2 separate regions of the Sus scrofa genome follow, and region 2 is linked to region 1. A link is a contact called in public Hi-C data. All regions are on one chromosome and are shown on one strand. Each heading gives the region's core, a stretch centred on a gene start, on an enhancer-like site or on the middle of the called end of the contact. The rest is flanking DNA. Distances are from core to core; before and after follow the strand shown. Region 1 has its middle 34 kb from the start of ZC3HC1. Region 2 overlaps AHCYL2 (adenosylhomocysteinase 3).

The links. Hi-C and Micro-C count contacts between places; a contact is called where the count stands out from the background.
Region 2: a contact with region 1 is called in a Hi-C map of skeletal muscle, with 3 times the contacts expected there. The contact joins two enhancer-like sites. A contact is called at or near these places in 6 of 47 Hi-C or Micro-C datasets (embryonic fibroblasts, mesenteric adipose tissue, retroperitoneal adipose tissue and 2 more).

The regions. Positions count from the first base shown.
Region 1 is chr18:18,772,857-18,777,369 of Sscrofa11.1, forward strand. No RefSeq gene overlaps it. Among named protein-coding and RNA genes, the nearest start is that of ZC3HC1, 34 kb to the left of the region's middle. Within about 2 kb of position 2,010, at least 8 of the 83 cell types and tissues checked have an H3K27ac peak or open chromatin away from gene starts, as enhancers often do. A contact at or near this core is called in skeletal muscle, where this site is marked.
Region 2 is chr18:19,343,428-19,347,940 of Sscrofa11.1, forward strand. All of the region lies in intron 1 of AHCYL2 (adenosylhomocysteinase 3), which reads right to left. Among named protein-coding and RNA genes, the nearest start is that of STRIP2, 90 kb to the left of the region's middle. Within about 2 kb of position 2,529, at least 1 of the 83 cell types and tissues checked has an H3K27ac peak or open chromatin away from gene starts, as enhancers often do. A contact at or near this core is called in skeletal muscle, where this site is marked.

The sequences.
Region 1 (4,513 bases), core at 760-3,259:
CTTCCATCTGTGAAAAGGTGATAATGCTGGTAGTTCTGTCCTAGGGATGTTTGAGGATTAAGTGAGATACGTGAAGTGTTTAGAACAGCTGACAGGTAGTAAGTGCTCAGTAAATACTAGCTATGTTTTTAGTACCTTTTTGTAAATGGCTGCACCTGTGGCATATGCAAGTTCCCAGGCCAGGGATTGAATCTGCGTTGCAATGCCAGATCCTTTAACCCACTGAGCCAGGCCAGGGGTAGAACCTGCACCTCCACAGCCACCCCAGCTGCTGCAGTTGGATTCTTAACCCCTTGTGCCTCCTAAAAGGAGCAGGAACTCCTTCCTAGTATTATTGAAATAAGGCAGGTATGACGGTCCTAAGCTGCACACCTGGCCACTCAGCTACCATATTGGCTTCAGTTCAGTGATCTCTCTGGCCAATTTCTTCAGTTTGCCTTGTGTTTATTCCCTGAAGGAAAAGAGCATCAGGGATGGACAAGACAGGTGTTGGGGTCAGGAGGAAGAGGCACTTCCATCTCTGCACCACACTGTCCTTGCTCCGAGTAGGGACCTTTTTTAGCCCAGCAGCCTCTGTGACATCATCAGACAATGCAGGTGCTGGTGACTCAACTCCAAGCCCAGCTCTAGAAGCATCCGGAAGCATCTGGGGCAAGAAGACATAGACCAAGAAAACCACATTCCTGCCGATCTTCTCGGGTCCTGGCTCTGAGCCTGGCAAGCCCACTCTCAGAAGGTGATGGTACAGTGACGACAGGAGAGTTAATTACAGTCCTCACCTGCTGGGGTGAGAATACTGGCTTGTTTGTCCAGCACAGCTTACCTGAATCATCCAGCCGGCAGCCACCTGGGCCTGGAGCTGGACCAGCAGGCTGCCAGGAGGCTGGAACATCTTCTGCCTGCTGCACTCACGAGTGCCAGCACTTTCTGCTGCTTCTCCCTTCAGAAAGCAAGACAAAGCAGTTTGACCCCGGAGACATAGCTCCAAAGTGAGTGAAAAGCCTGGCGGGGGCTTGACAACAGGCCCAAGGCCCCAGGGCCCATTCTGGGATGAGCAGAACCAGAGCTGAGGCCTCAGAGCCTTTGGAAAACATTTCCAGGAATCAGAGGTGAAGCCAAGGAGGAAAGACTGGATGGGGCGGCAGCTTCCTCTTCCCCTCCACGCCACCCCCCACACCACTGAGCCACCTCTGCACCCCCTGGCCCCCAGGGGGCCCCAGGCAGTCTTGCCAAGCCCAGCATTCCCCAGGCCAACCCTGCAGATCAGCAGTGATATGGGTCAACTCCCACTAGCTCCATCTGGGGTTTTTCCAGAGTAAAATGAGGAAGAAAAAAGGGACTCTGTTTCACAGACACACAAAGGTAACTGCGATATAATTAGAAAACACCTTTTCAAAAAATACAGTAAATGTTGAAGGAAGGTCCTGACCGTTCTCTCTCCGACTCCATGGTGAGGGCGACCAGCAGGACGTGCCAGAGGAGAAAGGGTGAGGGCCCTTCTGCACGACCCGGAGGAAGACGTTTTCAGCCTTGAGGTGATTTCCACGGCAGGGACCATCCGTGGCCCAGCTGGGGAAGGGGGTCCTGAGGAGGAGGCCAGGTCAGCACACCTGCGGGTGGGACGGGGAGTCAGGAAACGGCCCAGAGTGCGGCTCTCCTCCAGGAAGGAGCTAAAGGGCCCCTAAAACGAAGTACCGGCCAAGAGGCCAGCTTCCCCGGGCCTGCGGGACGGAGATGGGGATGGCGCCAGGCCCGCTCCCACTGCTGTGCTGTGGCTGGGCTCCCTCACCTTGCAGCCCCCCTTTCACACACCGCCCCCCAGCAACTGGCGCCTTGGGGGTGGCACCCCTGCAGTGCAATCCAAGCCCCTGTAAAGCCTCAGCGTCTCATGTGGTCCGCGGCCCTCTGCTTTCCAGTCCGGGAAGTGAGGCTCCCTGAGGGGAGGGCGAGGCGGCAGGGAGGGGAGGACCTAGTTCTGGCCCGGCTGCCTGGAACATGACCTCAGCCTCCTGATGACTGGCTTTCCGGTTAACCTGCCAACCCAGGGCGAATCCCAGCCCCGACCTTTGCCACAGCCTTATAAAGGCTATTGGGGCCTTGCTGGGAAAGCCGAGTGGAAGCTGCATGAACTAGCCTCTCTGAACTCGCCTCAAGTTACAAGAAAGTCATGAAGGTCAACTCCAATCCGAAGACAAGGATCCCCACCTTTCAAAGAGAGAAATGTCAGACAATGTGAGCTCAGCTTTCAAACACTGCACCTGCCTTGTCAGTTTGCTCTGGACGGAGACAGTGAAGGTTGCGGCGGTAAGCAAATCCTAGAACCCAGGAATGAGAGGGAGGAGAGGCCAGCTTCCTGAAGGGAAAGGAGCACGCACGGTCTTGTGACGCGATGGGATCACCTGCGAGAGCTCACAGCCTCTAAGGAGCTCGAGGACAGAACTCAGGCTTGAATACCATCCGCTTGGTCAAGATTCGTCCAAGACGACCTACTGAATGACAGAAGATGTTTGTAAATCATAATCTGATCAGAGACTAATACCAAAAATGTATAAAGAACTCACAGCATACATACACACACAACATCCAATAACAAAATAAGCACTTCTGGGAGTTCCCCTTGTGGCTCAGCAGTAATGAGCTGTGAAGCTGGAAGTATCCGTGAGGATGCAGGTTTGATCCCTCGCCTGGCTCAGTGGCTTAAGTATCTAGCGTTGCTGTGAGCTGCAGTGTAGGTCATACATGCAGCTCGGATCCTGCTGTTGTGGCGTAGGCCGGCAGCTACAGCTTCGATTCAAGCCTGGGAACCTCCATATGCTGTATGTGCGGCCTTAAAAAGCTAAATGAATGAATAAATAAATAAAATATAGGCTTTTCCAAAGAAGACATGCAGATGGCCAACAGGTACATGGAAACATGCTCTATATCAGGGAAATGCAACCAAAACCAAGGTGAGATTATAATTTTACCCCTGTCAGAATGGCTTTCATTCAAAAAACCAAAAAAAAAAAAAAAAAAAAAAAAGGAGTTCCTGTGTGGCTCAGCGGGTTAAGAATCTGACATAGTGTCCTTGAGGATCCTGATTCAATCCCTGGCCTTACTCAGTGGGTTAAGATCCAGTTTGCGGAGTTCCCGTCGTGGCGCAGTGGTTAACAAATCCGACTAGGAACCATGAGGTCGCGGGTTTGGTCCCTGCCCTTGCTCAGTGGGTTAACGATCTGGCGTTGCCGTGAGCTGTGGTGTAGGTTGCAGACGCGGCTCGGATCCCGCGTTGCTGTGGCTCTGGCGTAGGCCGGTGGCTACAGCTCCGATTCAACCCCTAGCCTGGGAACCTCCATATGCCGCGGGAGTGGCCCAAGAACCAAGAGATAGCAACAATAACAACAACAACAACAACAACAACAAAAGACAAAAAAAAAAAAAAAAAAAAAAAAGATCCAGTTTGCCTCAAGCTTCAGCATAGGCCTGCAGCTACAGCCCTGATTCTACCCGTAGCCCAGGAACTTTCATGTACCGTGGGAAGAAAACAAAAAAAAATCTACAAATAATAAGTGTTGGAGAGGGTGTAGAGAAAAAGGAACCCTCCTGTATGTTGGTAGGAATGTAAATTGGTGCAGTCACTATGGAAAATATGGGAAATCATATAGAGATTCCTCAAAAAATTTAAAATAGGATTACTGTATGATCCAGCAGTTCCACTTTTGGGTATTTATCCAAAGAAAGCAAAAACATATATATACAGTAGAATATTTTCAGCCATAAAAAGGATGAAATCTGTCCATTCGTGACAACATGAATGGATCTTGAGGGCATTATGCTAAGTGAAATATCAGAGAAAGACAAATACCATATTATCATTCTTACATATGGGACATAATAAGAAGTGGAAAAAAAAAAAGCTCATGGATAGAACAGATTCGTGGTTGCCAGAAGTGGGATGAAAATGGGTGAACTGTTTTTGTTTTTGTGGGGGAGGGATTATCTGTTCTTTTTTGTCTGCACCCTCAGCATGCAGAAGTTCTCCAGGCCAGGGATCAAACCTGCACCACAGCAGTAACCAGAGCCACAGCAGTGACAATGCTAGATCTTAACCCTCTGAGCCACCAGGAAACTCTGTTTTTTCTAGTTCAAATAGAATTTGTTTAAAAATCAGATAAGGTTTTGGAGTTCCCATTGTGGCTCAGTGATTAACGAACCCATGAGGACTCGGGTTTGATCCCTGGCCTTGCTCAGTGGGTTAAGGATGCCAGGTTGCTATGAACTGTGGTGTAGGTCGCAGATGTGGGTTGCATCCTGAGTTGCCGTAGCTGTGGTGTAGGCTGGCAGCTACAGCTCTGATTCGACCCCTAGTCTGGGAACCTCCATCTGCCAAGGGTGCAGCCCTAAAAAGACGAAAGATAAAAAATAAAATAAAAAGCAGATGAGGGAGTTCCCATTGTGGCACAGCAGAATCGAATCCAACTAGTATCCATGAGGATGCAGGTTTGATCCCTGGCCTTGCTCAGTGGGTCCAGGA
Region 2 (4,513 bases), core at 1,279-3,778, 570 kb after region 1:
CAAGCCACTACAGTGACAACAGTGGCTTCTTAACCCAATACATCACATGGGAACTCTGTCATATGATTTCAATCTGCATCTCACTACCACCACTACCACTGCCATTGCAACTGAGCACATTTTTAATGGCCTATATTTTATTGATGTACATTTACTCTATACCCACTTCACTGAGCGTTTTTAACATGAATGGATGGTGAATCTTGCCAAATGCCTTTTCTGCATCTATGGAGATGATTGCATGATATTTATCCTTCATTTTGTTAATGTGGTGTATCTAATAGATTGATTTGAAAATACTGAACCATTCTTGCATCTCTGGAATAAATCCCACTTGATCATGATGTATGATTCTTCTAATGTACTGTCAAATTTGGTTTGGTAATATTTTGTTCAGGATTTTTGCATCTATGTTGATCAGGATTACAGGCCTATAACATTGTTTTGTGTACTAAAATATACATAAGGCTTGCCATTTTAACCATTTTAAAGTGTACAGTTTAGTGGCAATAAGTACAACCGCATTGTTATGCAACCACCACCACTATTCATCCCTAGGACTTTTTCATTATCCCAAACAGAAACTCTATACCCATTAAACAATAATTCCTTGTTCCCCTTCTCCCCCAGCCCCTGGTAACCACTATTCTACTTTCTGTTTCTTTAAATTTGACTAGGTACCTCATATAAGTGGAATCATATAATATTTGCCCTTTTGTGTCTGACTTATTTCATTCAGTGTGATGTTTTTAAAGTCCACTAATATTGTAGCATGTATCAGAATTCCATTCCCTTTTCAGGGCTCAATAATATTCCACAGTATGTATAAACACATTTTGTTTACATATTATTCATCCATTGATGGACATTTGGGTTATTTCTACCTTTTGGCTATTGGGAATAGTGCTGCTATGAACATGGGTGTACAAATATCTGTTCAAGGCTCTACTTTCAATTCTTCTGAGTATATACCCAGAAGTGGAATTGCTGGATCATATGGTAATTTCTGTTTAATTTTCTGAGTAACTACCTACTGTTTCTACAGAAGCTGCACCATTTTACATACCCATCAGTAAGGCACAAGAGTTCCACTTGGAGAAACTGGAACCTTTGTACACGGCCAAGCACATTTTTATGCTAATTGGCCATTTGGATATCCTCTTATGTGAAGTGGCCTTTCAAGTATTTTGCCTATTTTTCCATTGGGTTGTTAGTCTTTCTCTTATTAGTCTGTATAAGTTCTTTATATATTCTGGTTATGAGTACTCTGCAAACATCTTCCACTCTATGGCTTGTTTTTACACTCAGTGTTGTCATTTTTAAAACTTTTAATCTTTAAATAATTATAGACAGAAAAAAAATGTGTAAAATAGTGTAGCATTCCCATATACACTTTACCCAAGTCCCTCTAATGTTAACATCCTATAAAGCCAATTATCAAAATTAATAAATTAACACTGGTATAATACTATGAACTAAATTACAGACTTTATTTGGATTTCAAACATTTCTCCACTAATGCCCTTTTTTTTGGTCTGAGACCCAATCCAGGACCCCACACTGCATTTAGTTGTCACGTCTCCTTAGTCTCATCCAATCTGTTATAGTTCCTCAGTCTTTCATGGTAGTTGACTGAATCCTGAAATAAAGCTAAGTACTGATCAGATTTAAATCAAAACCAAAACAAAACACCTTTATATTATCTGTTCATCTTTTTTTTTTTTTTTTTTTTAGGGCTGCACTTGCAGCATATGGAAGCTCCCAGACTAGGGGGTCAAACTGGAGCTGTAGCCACCGGCCTACGACACAGCCATAGCAACGCCAGGTCTGAGCCACATCTGCCACCTACACCACAACTCACAGCAACATCAGATCCTTAACCCACTGAACAAGGTCAGTGATGGAACCCACATCCTCATGGATACTAGTCAGGTTTGTTACCTCTGAGCCACAACAGGAACTCCCTTAGAGACATTACTAACCCAAAGTCTTACAGTACTCCTTTTCCTCACCGATTTTATTTGGAACGTGATACTTTCTTTTGTTTATGACTTTTAATAAATTTAGGGGGTTAAGTACCTTAAGTGTTCAGAGGCCCTCTCTTCTTAACATGAACTAAATGTCTATATTTCCAGCTCCTGGGAGTTCCCGTTGTGGCTCAGTGGTTAATGAATCCAACTAGGAACCATGAGGTTGCGGTTCAATCCCTGGCCTTACTCAGTGGGTTAAGGATCCTGCGTTGCTGTGAGCTGTGGTGTAGGCCAGCAGCTACAGCTCTGATTGGACCTCTAGTCTGGGAACCTCCATATGCTGCTGGTGTGGCCCTAAAATGCAAAAAAAAAAAAAAAAAAAAAAAAAGGCCAGCAACTGAAGTTTAAGAAGCTGCCACCAGAAAAGTAAGAGGAAAATCCAAAGAGAATGGTGATATCAGGAAAGGAGATTATTTCAAGAAGGAAAGAGTGGTCGGCTATTTCGAACACTGCTGAGAAGTTTAGTAAGATGACAGCTGAAAATAGTTCACAGGACTTGGCAGCATGGAGGTTTTGGTGACTTGAGAGAGTAATGGGAGTGAAAGCAGGATTCAGGAAAACTAAAGAATGACAGGGAGGTTAAGCAGGAGAGACAGTTTGAATAGACATATCTTTTGAAAACCTGGGCTGTGAAGCAGAGCAGAGAAATATGGAAATAACTAAAGAGGGATTACAAGTCAAAGGAAGTTGTGTGTGTGTAAATGTGAGTGCATTTAGAAGTGTAAATAAGAGAGGTAAGTAGGGCTGCTAGATAAAATTTAAGACATTTGGTTATATTTGAATTTCAGATAAACAACAGATACTTTTTCAGCCTAAGTGTGTCCCAAATGTTGCATGGGACTATGTGTTGTTATCCGAATTTCAAATTTAACTGTACATTGTATTACTGTTTCTGTCAAGTTTAACAACTTTAGGGGTAAATCAAGAAGAAAAGTCTCCTGAGAAGAAAGAATGGGATCCAGGGCACAAGTGGAGAAGCTATTGTTGGTTAGGATTAGGAATACTTTTTTCTTTGTTATAGAAAGAAAAAAGAAGGAACAGATACAGCAGTTTACGGATGATGGTAATAAGATGAGGGAACCCACATCCAAGAGGTTCCCTCCTCCCTCACCAACGAGTTATGACATAATATCAATTAAAGTAGGTGGGGAGGAAGGGATGTAGGAAAACTGAGACGCATTAAGAGACAACTGGTTTAGAGTAATTTAAAAACACACAACTAGCAGCAACTGAAAGTTTCTAAGTAGGGTAGTAATATCTCTGCAGAATGCTATGATAAAAATATAAAGGAAGATGCATTCAAATGACAATGGGGCTGAAAAATGAGAGCAACTTTAAGGTCAACCTTAAAGATGCTTAAAGTCTGGATTTCCATATTACTACTATATGAATGAAAAAGAAACAAATTTGAGAAATTACATAAAGGAAGAACTAGCAAGATCTAGATAAAGATCTGGATGCAGAGTTGAAGGAAAGAAATGTTCCTATAATATATATATGAGAAGCCATTTTCAACATAGTACATTCAAATTCCATGCATTCAGCAACTTACATCATTGCTGCTTTTACGTTTGTGGAAATAACTACTATGATTATTTTCCCTTACCTGACTCGATTTTCTGCCAGGAAAGTTTTTTTTTTTTTTTTTTTTCCACACCTGCGTGGTCACGGCAGCATTGTTACAGCAGTTGCAACACCAAATCCTTAACCATTAGGCCACCAGGGAACTCCCCCCTTTTTTTCCCCCAAAAGTGCTAATCACTTTCCAAAATTCTTTTTCTTTTACCCTTCCCCATGAAAGTCAAATAGAGAATATTTTGATGAGTTTCAAAGCAAATCAATCAGGCATAACTGTGATTAGGAAGCAGATCTTTTTACATCCAAGACTAGGATATAATATAGTTAAGAAGCAAATATTTGCCTAGAATCTGAACATTAAAGAAAACTTACTAAGGAGACTGCCTGCCACCATCCTCCACATAACAAATAAAGCACTGCCTAGCAGCCAATTTTTAGAAGTTGAGTTGATGACTAATGTCTGTAAGATAAAGTCTTTGAAGGAAAGAATATATAAAATACAGTAGATTCTCACTATTCACTGTTATATTTTTTATTTAATTTTTATTTTATATTATAGTTTACATAGTTATATTCTAATAAAGTTTGACAAACACTGAAATAAAGGGTGCAGAGGTTTACTCCTCTGAAATAAAAGGTTAGGCTCCTAGGAGTCTCTGATTTCATTTTTGTTGTTGTTCTTTTGCTTTTGGTCGCACCGTTGGCGTATGAAAGTTGCTAGGCCAGGGATCCAACCTGTGCTGCCTCAGAGACAATACCAGATCCTTAACCTACTGCACCATAGCACAAACTCCTCTGATCACATTTTTGTCAAATTAGCAATGGATAACTTGTTTTATGTATGTTGTATGTTTCTATTTAAAAGCACCTTACTTGGAGTTGCCCAGTGGCCTAGCGATCAAGGA